Linked DNA regions of Larimichthys crocea: region 2 is linked to region 1. Evidence: chromatin contacts called from public Hi-C data. All regions are on one chromosome and are shown on one strand. Each heading gives the region's core, a stretch centred on a gene start, on an enhancer-like site or on the middle of the called end of the contact. The rest is flanking DNA. Distances are from core to core; before and after follow the strand shown.

Region 1 (6,536 bases), core at 1,267-3,766:
CACACACACACACACACACACACACAGCATATCTAACACTGATGTTTCACCGAGGCTTTCTCAACTGTTATTGGAGCAGTCCAAAGTGGCGGGCAATTAATATAATGAATTCATTGTTTCTATTTTATATAACTTCATCATTTTATTTCACTACGTGCATTTCATTACATGACTTTTACCAAGTAAGTAAAGTACACAGATTTTTTTTACTTGTGTTTTATTCATTGAGGTATTAGTACTTTTACTGAAGTAAAGGATTTGAAGGCAGAGAATACTGACTAACATCCAACGACATTAAAACAAGATTTGTGTGTTTCTGCACATGTAGATGTGTTATACTGTATGGATCAGGAAGGAGCAATGAACAAAACTTCAGTGACAAAAAGAATCCTTTCAACCAGACTTTCTTCCACTTATTAGTTCACCATCTGTGATAATATTTAACGAACCTCTCTCTCTTACCCATCTCTGCATGTCACCCGTCTCTGTGTTTTTTTTGTTTTTTTTTTATTGAGAGTTAAGTTTCATGTTATCTTTTTTTTTCTTGCAGTGTGAAAGACCATGGGTGTCCTCTTACAAGCAGATGAGTCTTTAAAAAAAAAACAGTTGGGTCTAGAAATCAGTCTTAGCTCGCCATCTAGTGTTTAAAAACATGTCATACACAGTGTGACAGCATTTCTGGGTAACCACAGGGCTTTCCCAGAATTTTCTGATGATGATGATCAAATTTTCTTTGTTGTTTGGAAGACATATGCTTTTTTTCAATTACATCTGATTCAAGATTCAAGATCTCTTTATTGTCATGTCACAGTTCACTGTAAAATGAAATTCTGAGCAAAAACACCAATTATAAAGAGATAATAAATAAATAAGCAGAATAAGAAAACATGCTAATATGAAGGATTGGAACCCTACATGCTCTGTACCTCTATTTGCCCACTCACGTCACTCTATACAATAAACTCACTGAGTACTACAAATGCGAAGCATAGACAAAAGTGTTCTTTGTTTTATATCTATAAGTTGTACCATGAGGAAGACTTTGCCATACAGCAACCCCAAAAAACAGAGACTAGACTAGTGTACATAAATTAAAGTTAGTTAGTGCAAAACCAATGGTGCAGTTTTTTTCAATATATATATATATACATGTTCAAATTAGTTACTGAATTATGCAAATACCTCGGTTTAAATTGTTTATTTATTTTCAATTGTGCAATAAAGTGGTGACCAAACAAGTTACAAGCAGGGGCGCCGTATAGGGGGGAAAAGTTAGGACAATTCCAAGGGCCCACCACCACCAATATAAAATGATTAAACCATATATATATATTTCAAATATACTAATGAAATTAATTAACTCTTTGTTTTTACGTGTTTTGGGCAGTAAAGGTTAAATGAAAATTTATGGTGTCTTTTAATCTTGCATCAAATAGTGAACTGCACTGCATACTGTATGCAGACTTGCATGCATGAACAAATCACCAGCAGTAAATATTGTGCTAGTACTAGTATTGAACTACAAGACCCAAAACAGTTGCAAGCCTTTAATTAGAGTTATGTAAGCTTTTGATGGGATAGTTAGGTCCTAGAGATGTGGTGACAGCAGCTGCACAGAGGGGGCCCAATTAGATTTTTTTGTCATGGGGCCCAAAATTCCTGGTGGCGCCCCTGGTTACAAGTGCAGGAATACATAAACAGTCACTGTCAGAAATGAGATAAAAACAAAAATAAAGTGATGAATATAACATGAGTTCAGGTTGGTGGGTATGTAGTAAACAAAAGACAAATAATAATAATAATAATAATATATAGTCATTTGTAGTAATAATAGAAATCAGGATAATGGGTGGGATTTGAATGACTCTAAGTAGCAATAATACATACATGTATACACAGATTAGTGTTACGGGAATTTTAAAGAAAAACCCTTAAATAAGGAGGATCGGATTCAAAGCATCAAAGTTTAAGTTGAATTTATTGTTCTTGTACAAGAGGAGCGTTTCACAGTGCAACACACTAAAGGGGTTATGGAGAAAAGGCTCACTGAGGAGCGTTAACAGTTGGTTCTTATACATTTTCTTGAAGATGGGCTGTCTCAACCCCTGTAAATTGTTAACAGACAATTTGCATATAATGCATTTAAACAACTTTCTTCAACATATCACCTAATGAGTAGCCAGTATGTCCCCAATCTAAATGTCACCTCTCTGACCTGTCCCTAGGCCTCATTCTGTTCTGAAATCCCTCTATTCATACATTAACCTGAACCTTACCTTACCCTGCCAGTCTCAGGAAAACAGCAATAAAGGGAAGTGCCTTCAAGACATGTAATATAAGAACAAACATTGTATAAGTTAAAACATCTAACTAGCTGTGTAACCCTGATTTTTATAACAATTAGTTTTGAGAAAATGAAACTAGAAACTAGAAATGACTTTAAATAAATGCCTGTGCTTGCAGTGGACCAGAGTCAGAGTGAGTGACGGAGTCAGAGTGAGTGACGGAGTCAGAGTCAGTGACGGAGCATCAATCAGAGCTCTGAACACGGAGCTCAGCCGAGCTGGGAATCCACCCATGTGGTGACGTCACGGGGCTCTGACAAGCTGGTGGTGCCGGAAGAAAAGATGGCGGATCATGAGCAGGAGCAGCTATCCGAAGAGGAAAAGGTAAGATACCGAATTTAATCATTGATTAAGCCCAGCTCGGGGCGCTTGCTCTCGAATTTTCGAGTCCTATTAGAGTCGGTGTCTCCGTGCATCCCGGCCTCGGCCGGCGGGATGACTTTAGGAGCAAAGCCGAGGCCTGAGCACAGCCGCTGCTGCTTCTGCTCTTATTATTTTTAGCTCAACTTCCGCTCATTTGCGAATCTCAAACGGAGGCTCCTTGTACGGTCCTGACTGAAAATAGGAACAGTGTACATATTATAAATCGACCTAAGCTTACCCCCCCTCCACACCGTGTCCGTGCCGTGGACGTGTTGTCTGTCCCCCGGCTCTCTGGTCGCTCGTGTTGGGGAAGTTTTCGTCCACCAAACATCGCTAGCTAGTTAGTTTAGCATAGCTGCTAACATAGCTCGACTTCACCAACACGCCCTTTTCGCAGTTTCACACCGCTCTCCTGTCCTTACACAAACATGTCCAAAGTGGCGGGTTGTCTTGAATATTATATGCATGCTTTTAATTCGCCCCATGACCGTCAACCTTTGGCTTTCTGCAGGCTAGCTCGCAAACTGTACTGTAGCGCTTCACTAAGTAAAAAGATATGGGCTCTACGACGTGAGGGAAACGACCCAACATGTAACGCAACACTGAGCGATCATAACCTGAATCTGTGTTCAGACGTGCTTTATCCATTTAAACACCTCACACCAACATTGATCATGTTTCAGACGGTATGATCACAACACTGTTATGCAAATAAGGTAGTCAGGTTCATACTGTAAGCCGGTTTTATACCCCCAGTACACACCTTCTAGTGTCTCATTGCCTTAAATGACTACACACACACACACACACACACACCGAAACAGAGTTGAACAGTGTGTGTCTGAACTGTCTGCATGACTCCCAGCTTGTGCTTTTATTTTAAGGATCTGCTCGGTTTCAGTTATTTCCTAACCGTAGATCTGTTTCACAGTCCAGTATCTGCTCAGCTCTGTGTGCCTCTGGAAAGCAGATTTGAGAGAGGCAGATCAATTGGATAACTGCTGCTCGAAGCACTAATGCTTCAAACCAGTAATCAAGTTAATTGATCATTTGATCATTGAAGTTTCAGTCAGTTGGTGGATATGCTAAGAATGTAATGCTTACAATAGTTTTAGTCGGTGTAAATGTAACACTTTTTTTTTTTTTACTGCAAACTTTAAGCATCTCTGCCAGGCTTATGTGTGTCAGACAGTTAAATTCAAAAATAGGTGTTGATCTCCTAAAAACAAGCCGTGGCCGCGTCAATCATTATTGATGGGTTTGCATACATGGAGGCATGTGTACACGTGTTCCCATGACCTTACCTCGCCTAGTCAGAATTCCTACCGAGCTTGTTATTATCACCGTTAAACCACGAAGAGGACTCTTCCTTCTAAACGGTTGTAAACTCTTCGCTCGTTATGTAATGGACCATTCAGAGTTAGAACAAGGCCTGGGTTTATTTTGTTCTGTTCCACAGGCGTCTGAGTCAGAAGTTTTTTAGAGTTTGGGCAGCTCATTGACCCGCGGGTGTGACTGCGTCATGCTCATCAACACACAGACATCAACTGTTAGCTAAGCATTTTATCACAGGGCTAGGGTGTGTAGGTGACTATAGCCACTTTGGACTTTGTTATATGTCAGGCTCCACTTCAGGTATGTGCTTATGATGTGAAGCTGGGGTCAAACGGTGTACAGATTCAGATGTAGCTGCTGTGAGGAGGATAGGAACTCGTTTCAGACAGTTTGATTTTGTAGAACTGAAAGAATTGGTGGTTGGCCGCTTGCCAGACCGACTGGTAGAGAAGCAGACACAGCCAATGTGCAGTATATAGCTGGTGGAAGTTGTTCATTTCCTTCTCTGAATATGATTGGTGTGTGGCCAAGTGGGTTGCATCTTGCATCCATCCGCTGTGTGTTGCACTGTTAAAAGCAGAGCAGTTCCGCGCAAACACCGCAGTTGCATGTTGTACTTTCGAAGGCCGTCTCTCCGGCGCATTAGCTCAGAGCAGTCGGCCATCTGCTCCAGCCCCTCAGCCTGTGTTGTGCTGCTCAGAGGGAGGAAATGAGCATTTTCACCTGCCTAACGCAGTGACAGTCATAATTTGTAGAATAAAAGCCAAACTCCAAATGATGTTTGGTGACCTGCCAGAAACAAACGATCAGCCGCAGCCAGAACCTCCCAGCAGCCGATGGTACTTTCCCACGTTGAATGGCAAATCTGTGAAGTTGCTCCTGAATTACTATGATCTGACATTACTGTGATGGCTGTTTAATCTATTTTGGAAGAAGACGCTTGGAGACACTGTTTTTGATGGGAGGACTGGGTCTGCGTGGAACACAGTAAATAGTTTGTCTCAGTGAAATCTTCCTAAATGTCTCCCAGGGGGTTGGGAAATTTGTGTCCTGTTGCTGTCAGCGTCACTTTGCCATTCCAAAAAAGGACCTGAAAGCTCCCCAATCTTGATAATCTGACTTACTAGAGTCTCTTCCATTTGTAAATGATTAAACAGCAAGAAGAGTCTAGTGCTCGAAGACTGTTTGAGTCATTCGGGAACCGTCCTGCCAGCTTCCTGATTACAGCAGAGAAACCACACAAGGGTACAGGAAACTGCTGTTACTCAATGTGCTCGCAGTGACTGGGCAGGTACCAGAACCAGAAAACTAATCACATAACATGTTACCTGTCAGCCTGATAGTTTGTCACTGTAAGAACAGACCTGAAATAAGGATCTGCTAAATCACAAATCGATCAACAACACAGACAAACGTACTCCCCACAGCCTAAATTTGTAATCACTCGGCAGCCGCTCACCTTGTTTCGATATTGCTTACCCTTCTATGGAATAGTCTACATTTCATTTTCATTTACACAAGAGGTCAATTTTCTGCTAGCCCTGTTGAAGCTGCAGTATGTTTAACTTCGAGAGAACGAGATGTCTGCTGTAGTTCCTGTTTCAGAAAGGGGTGGACCTCAGTCAGCAGAAAGTGGTTTGGTAAGAATGCATAATGTTGTCGAAAAGGCTGATGTTCAAAAGGAGAAATACGATAGTATATTTATAGACTTCTCGTTCTCCTAAGCTTTATTGACGTGCTATTCATACTGAAGGGCAGTTAATGGTGTTCATACTCATGCTGATGGGATAAGATGTAGATAAGTGCGCTGTGAATTCACAGAGTAGAGTGAATAGAGTTATCAGCATGTTTGTAATACAGCAGCCTTGTTTCCATCCAAATGTTTTGCAAATTTCTGCCGAAATTCAAGTAATTCGGCAGATACGTGTTTCTGTCCACTACCGTCTTGAATATTCGGATACGGTTCACGAAGAAAGCAGTAGATGTAACCAATCCTCCAGTCTGAAAACCAGAAGAAGATGGCGTAATTAAGCGCAAGTCAAAACCTCAACCCGTAAAAAGCAATGCAGAAAACGAGTAAAGGTTAGATCAGATCTGTGTGGAGCGATTAAAGAGCCATGGGAGCAGTTGAAACAGCTGATCAGTCATGTGACTTGTCTTTTTTGAAAAGTCGCCTCAAGTGAGCGTAAAACCTTCTTTTTTTTTTGTAAAATGAAGGATTAGGAGGACGTTTTAGTGCTGAGCGGGCGATTATTAAAACCGTTGTTATCACTTATCGTCACACGTACTTGTGTAAATGGTTGTGTGATCGAGACTGTTGATTACGTACAAGAGAACCAACAGAGGATTTTTTTTGTGTCAACAGCAATGTCGCAATACATGTGATAAGACGGTTGCTGAAGAAAGAGTAAGGACAACTGTTTAAAGCCAACGGCATGCAGTGATCTTCAGTTTAATTATCTGGATGTGTCCTGCATACATTTAAGAGCACCG
Region 2 (6,536 bases), core at 2,992-5,491, 180 kb before region 1:
TTGTCTTCTACTTGTAAAACAGTCACATTTTAGTACGTATAGTCATTGAGAATGTCTAGATATTGAGCAATGGGTAACATTTAGAATTTCAGAATTTATAAATTACTCTCTTATTTTCTTTCTTATTTACCACATGTAATCATTAAAAGTCAGTTTACATGATAGCAAAAAAACAAAAAAGAGATCCTTGACATTACTCACTAATTCGACTTCTTTCCACGGTACATGTACCAGAATCTGCAGGTATGTGTTATGTAACCCAGCTGATAAGGACACTGCAGAGGAAAAGTAAAGAAACAGAAGACCCAGAGCTAGTCGGGTGTGGAAAACACCTGCTGGAGGTTTTCTGATTCACAGAGACTTGCAGAAAAGACCGCAGACAGCATCCATATGTCCTGCTGAAGTCCTTGAGCAAAGTTCCTCTGTGTCTTGCCCAAGCATGGTCTGCTACCTGTTTGCTTTAGGCATCATTGAAGTTATTAGCTATTCAGAAGTGTCATCATTCAGTTTGCGTAACAGCATTTAGAGAATGTATAACTTCCTCATTTTCTTCTTTTCTGGTGAAAAAAATATGTGTTGCATGGGCGTGGGTAGAAAAGTCACTTTTATATGTCAGTCGGGAGGTGACAAGTGAATTTAGAGTAAAGATATTTTGTTTATTATGACAGGTCATGACAGAAAGTCTTTTGTGCTGAGACTCTGCAGAGTTCAGATACTGGAGTTGATGATGCAAAGACTAGAGAGGGAATCATATTTGAGGAGCTAGTATGTAAATTATATGCTCACATTGCAGGTGTGTCGCTATTGGATAGATATGAGCAGTTGATATCACAATCACAGCCCCAGATAAAGACAACAAGGAAAATAATAGTAAGGCACTACCCAGGTGGATTCATGGACTAAACGATGATACTCTACCTGTGTCTGTGTTCTGACTTTGTTTATTCATATAGGGTATATGAACCTTGTCTGTGAAGTGTGCATGAGAGGAGAGAAAGAGAAGCAAACTTGAGGCTGAGATTAAAAAAGATAAGTCTCTTTTTTTTCTGTAAAGAGCCACATATCTTTTGTGACACCAGGAAGTACAAGATAAATATATACTAAGCTGCATATGAAGGCATGAGGTGTACTTTTGTTTCTAACAGATCAGTTCTGCCTCTAAAGTCAACGCTGATCTTGACTTAACACTATCTAGTTGGGTGAAGAATGGGAGTAAATTTGGTCCAGCTTGACAGTGACCACAGTTACTCTTTGAAGATGCAGTGCATGCCTTTTTGTTGTTCAGGGACATTCACAGACATTTTAAGTGACAAACAAAAAACTAATTCTCCCTAACCCTGCCGCCTATATGCAAGCCAGCCAGTTAACTAACATTGGTTCATGTGTTAGCATAATATACAGCATTGTGCATTGTTTGGAAGCATATGGTGATTTTGATTCTGCAGGCTTACACCAGCATGGAGATCTGCAGGATATAAGCAAAGAGTACTGACTGAAGCTGTGATGTAGAAGTGATGTAGAAATTTTTAGTAATTAATATTATTATTAGACAGTTTTACATGTTGCTACCAGGTTTAGATTCATCACTCAACCCACAGGACTTGATCAGTACACTCCAAAATGGAGACTGGAGAGTTGTGTCGATCTTTTGACCCCATCTAAAGGACAAAAAGTATGTGCACTATTTTTTTGGTAATAGTGGGGAAAGATTGTGGCCATAGCTAAAGGAAACGTGGTTGTAGGAGATGTGACGTGAACCCTTGTAGTTGATGCTTTGTCCACGATGGCAGGTGGATTTTCAGATCTACCTTAAAGTGCCACCCACAGAGTAGAGCCAAAATATAGCACTGTCAGATGACAGCTCATTTCACATTTCCATCAGCACATATGGAGACAACTTGATATAATATAGTTATTACTTTAAAAGTACAGATTATACCTTTTCAATATTCTTGTTTCTTTTTGTTGACATGTTACAGTCCAACGTTTTTAAAGAAGGAATTTTGGATACCTTTCTTTAATCACTAAAAAGTACTGTCAAAAACCATTAAAAAAATACATTTTCATCTTGTTTTTAGGAATAAAATATTGTATAAATCAAGCTGTGAATGATATTTAAACAAACCACTCTGTAAAAGGTTTCAGAATATAGATAGAAATAAAACTGGAAGGTTTGATGTATGTATTACTGAAGTGGAGATTTCTGGATCAGAGTTTGAGAAAAAACTCATTTTGAGTAAATAGACTTTAGAAACTGCAGATGAATACGTTTGACTAATAGATATCAACATGAAACCTGCTCAGCTGCTTACATGAAGACAAAAGGTAGTAAAATAAACACCTACACGGAAGCAAAATAGCCCAAATATGAACAAAAACACAGTTTTTACCTGCAGCGTGTCAAGACACTTCCAGACTGCACAGACTTAGGGTTTAATGATAGCAGTCCATAGTGTCATTGAGATTCAGTTCATACACTCACACTGCTGCAGCCACACTTTGTGACTCAAGCTGATAAGGTGGGTTTATTTTTAGGCATCATATCATTGATTTATCTGTCATTTTCTAAATCCAGATATTCTTGCTCAGGGTCACATGAGGTGACATTTTCAGACAGACTTTCTAAACAATGAAGGCTTTAAGTCGCAGCATCATTTATCAAACATCATAAAGTTTTGGATACTGCAGACGGAATGACAACATCTCTGGAAATGGGGGAAAACATCTGCCTGAAAGTTTATAGACTACTAAAACACCAAAGGAAGTTCTTTGGTTACAGATGTTCATACCAAACAGCACAGATCAGACATCACAGCGAGGCTGCAGAACAGAATCTACGCTCAAACTCAGATCCTGACAAATAACACAATCCACAGTCTGACCCGTCAGGGTGTGACAGTGTTTCCTATGACAAGGCTAACAGCAGTTCACAGAGGAAGTTGCTAACCACATCATTTCCTGTCACAGATGCAACAATGCAGCTGTTTGACTGGCGAAACATCAGATCACAAAACTATCCAGCTGTGGTGTGTGGTTTGTGTCTCTGTGTGTGTGAGTCCAATGCTTATTCCAATACTGACATGTCTTTTATTTTGACTTTTTATGTGCCTTTAAGCAAACTCACCACACCATGATAAGAGCAATAAAAAGTAAACTAGCTGTTTTACAATGAGCACTACAGTGGGTTGAATCTGTCAAAATGCCATCATGTCCTTTGTTATCGCAAGAACACGCCCCTGCTGCTGTCTGATTGGTCCTCCTACGCTTTACTGCCGGATTTCTCTGTTCTTATTGGTCAATATGAAGCTCCATCATAGCGGAAGTCCCCTCTTGAAAATCAATGAAAAGTGAACAGGACCTCCAAACTCAAAGACGAGTCAAGCTCGAGAGAGGACGTAAATATTTCCCCGGAAATAAGGAAAGTGTACCTTCAAAATTAAATGCAAAAACAAAATGTTGCAACAGAACAGCTTCACCAGACTTTGAATCGTCATTAACCAATGTCTGATGTCAGCTTTAGTGTTATTTATTTTATGATTTGAATGCTATGGTGCACCAGGACATATAATCAGTGATGTTTCCAGGGGTCATCTTGTGTTTTGGGTCTTTCCACATAAGATACCCTAAACCCAGGCGACCCATCCAGGGTTGATCAGGCCCTGGTTTGTGCCCATGTGGGACTCCGCCTGGTCTAAAGCCTCCATGGTGGACTCGATGGCTTTCCTTTTTGCAGCCACGTAAATGTCAAGAAAGGTGTAGACCATGCATAATGAACAACACCACTTTAACGGGCTCACGGCGAGCCTTCCAGCACTGATCCACCATATAGTGGTTCTGAAACCTCTTCGATTCGGTCAGTTCTATAGGGACCACTTGTTTTGTCAAGAGTGATGACAGCACCATGTCTGGCTGTAATGATGTTGTTATGACATGTTCTTGTGACACGAATTGTGGCAACTTTTGTGTCATAATGTAAACTAAACAACAGCTTACCAGTTACTATGACTACAAGCACATGTTCACCTCCCTGTAAGTGGTCCCCTTTCTTGTCACCTATTTCTAAAGCATATTTACCCTTTTAGATATTTTTTTTATAAATTTAATTCGACCTTTATCTAATAATATTTTGTATTTTTAACACTTTTTATTTACAATCTATTTGTTAATTCAGTTACACCGACGGTAAAGCACAAAGGTTTTATTTTGAAACATCTAACCGGAAACCATTTGATTCATTCTGTTTAATTTGACAGCGGTGGCGAGCAGGACCTCCGGAGAGAAAGCGGGGAGTGCGCCGGGGTTGTTGTGTTATCTCTGGCGTCCGTCTCCTCTCAGTTTTCGGTGTTGACAGCTGGTTTAGTTCGCTTCGTCTGGACCGAGTAAACTCCCCACCGACAGACACAAAATGGAGATAGAGAAGGAAGTAAAGAAGGTAAGCTTTCCCTGCTCCCGTGGTCTGCTCGGTGTCTGACTGACCGGGGCACGCCCTGAAAAGGTGTGCCGAACACTGGGCAGGTGGCGAGAAATCTCCCAGTAACATCGGCTGAGTTTCGTGTTCGCTTTTCTGCTTTCATTTCGAGCCTGTAACAGAATAAAACTTTTGCCTTTTTTATTGATAACATTTGTATTAAATGACACAAATAACTACGTAACGTAACAACGGTAGCTCGTGGACAGACATGTCTCTAAAGTGTCTCACAGCACGGTGCTGCTCTTAGCAGGGTTACTTCCCTTTAGGTGAAAGGACCAACAGGACAACACAGTGTCAGCCTGCTGAGCAACAAACTCACACTCTCCATAAGATATTAGCAATTATTCACCAACGCAGTAGAGTATATTGCAAAAATCAGCATGATATTATTCAAAACATAGTCATACTTTATGTAACAGTGATGTTTTAGTATTTATTTTGAGGGCTGAAATGCAAAGTAGTTTAAAAGAACAAGTACTGCTGCTTGCTGCCTCTCAATATTGCTTATAGGATATTACGTTATGTATTCCTCTTTATGTAATTTAATATCTAAGCAAGAAGATTTAAAATTGATAAGCTTATAATAACCCTTCGGTTATACAAGGGAGGAGGAAAAGTCTGCCATGTGATTTAAAATGTTAAACTGGGGGTCTGAACAGGATTACATGTAGAATATTGTACAGAGTCAGTCCAATGGTTGTTTATTTAGGATCAGAGAGTTTATTTCAGAAGCGCATGGATGCTGGGCACATGTTGCATACATTGGATTCCCTCTGTTTAGTCAGGGATAATCACAGTGTAACTAATTGGATATTTACACATGGTTGGAATTGTCTTGGTCTGTAATCATGTGCAGCTCCGTCCAAAGCCTTTTCATCAGTATCTGCAATGTGTAAACCGGAGTTAAACTTAAAATGAGTAGTTTACAAAAAGCTTTAGGAGCTCTCTTTTGGTGGCCTGAGGGCCATTTTTAAGGCGTTTAATCCATCACTACTGTTAACACACCTGATCTGTATGTCACTGGATCCTTGCAGATGGCTGCAGCGGTAGAAGGGCGGTACAGATCGCTGCAGGGGTAAAAGCTGGTTTGTGTGATGTCATGTGTGTAGCAGAATGAATCACTCTGTAAGCTTGTCACTGCTTTGGCTTCGGTCGCCTTCACAAGTAACTTTAAAATAAAGTTCGAATCATGTCAAGCACCAGTATGTTTCCAGCAAAATCCATATAAAACAGTGATTCTTACTTCAGAGACAAACTGTCAGTTAAAACTTTGTGCAGCATGGCATAATGCCGACACTGCATGTGTGGCATCAGACTAATGGATAGTTTGCAACCCACAATGTGTACCGCTCTAGTAGGTCTTGTTCGATTCGTTGTTTGCAGCCTGTAATAAAGATAAATGTATCCACGTGTCTGCAGACCTATCTGCCAGTTGCTGGTCAGTGAGACTTAACAAAGTCAACTCCATTTAAGCACAGGAAGCTGGTTTGTGCAGTATATAAGCCGCTGCTGAAAAGTGGGTCTGAGCAGCTGGACGACCCAGACAGACCCAGTCTGACATCTGCTTTTAATCCCCCCAAAGAGATCAGTCTTCAGCAGCTGCAGGTCACAGGGAGCGCTTCAGTCTACTGCCAAACTGTAACTGCTCATTTCAATTAAATGTAACCTGTGTGTTTAGGTAATGTTCTGCTCAATTAAGCACATGCAGTCGTCCAAGAAGCCAGCTGAGGTAATGCACTGTGACTATGAGCGCACTGTGAACAGGCTGGGAAATCGTCGTCACTGCAATTTTGTTAAGTTGTTTCTGTGGCTCTGACCTCTTCTTGAGTCATGCTCTACTCTAAACACTCCAGTGGTCGTTGAAGTTGTTTGGGGGAAACGTTTGAAACAGAGACGACACAAGATTGCTCAAATACATTTTAGATTTCTCTCTTATGGAATGACAAGCAGCTATTCTTCACTCCACCCTCAAAAAAATAGAAGTTTTGTGTGTCTCTTTGGCTTTTTATTGATATTCCAGAAACGCAGTGTCACGGTCCGAGAGCAGGTGGCCTCAGATATTAAC

What was found. Hi-C and Micro-C count contacts between places; a contact is called where the count stands out from the background.
Region 2: a contact with region 1 is called in a Hi-C map of muscle, with 2.7 times the contacts expected there. The contact joins the promoter of tes here to the promoter of LOC104925524 in region 1. A contact is called at or near these places in 4 of 7 Hi-C or Micro-C datasets (all in muscle).

The regions. Positions count from the first base shown.
Region 1 is chrX:21,205,540-21,212,075 of L_crocea_2.0, reverse strand. LOC104925524 (capping actin protein of muscle Z-line subunit alpha 2) reads left to right here and starts at 2,516. Exons shown (of 10, transcript XM_019261500.2): 1 at 2,516-2,669. The coding sequence starts at 2,628.
Region 2 is chrX:21,391,922-21,398,457 of L_crocea_2.0, reverse strand. tes (testis derived transcript (3 LIM domains)) reads left to right here and starts at 4,241. Exons shown (of 7, transcript XM_019261502.2): 1 at 4,241-4,432. The coding sequence starts at 4,406.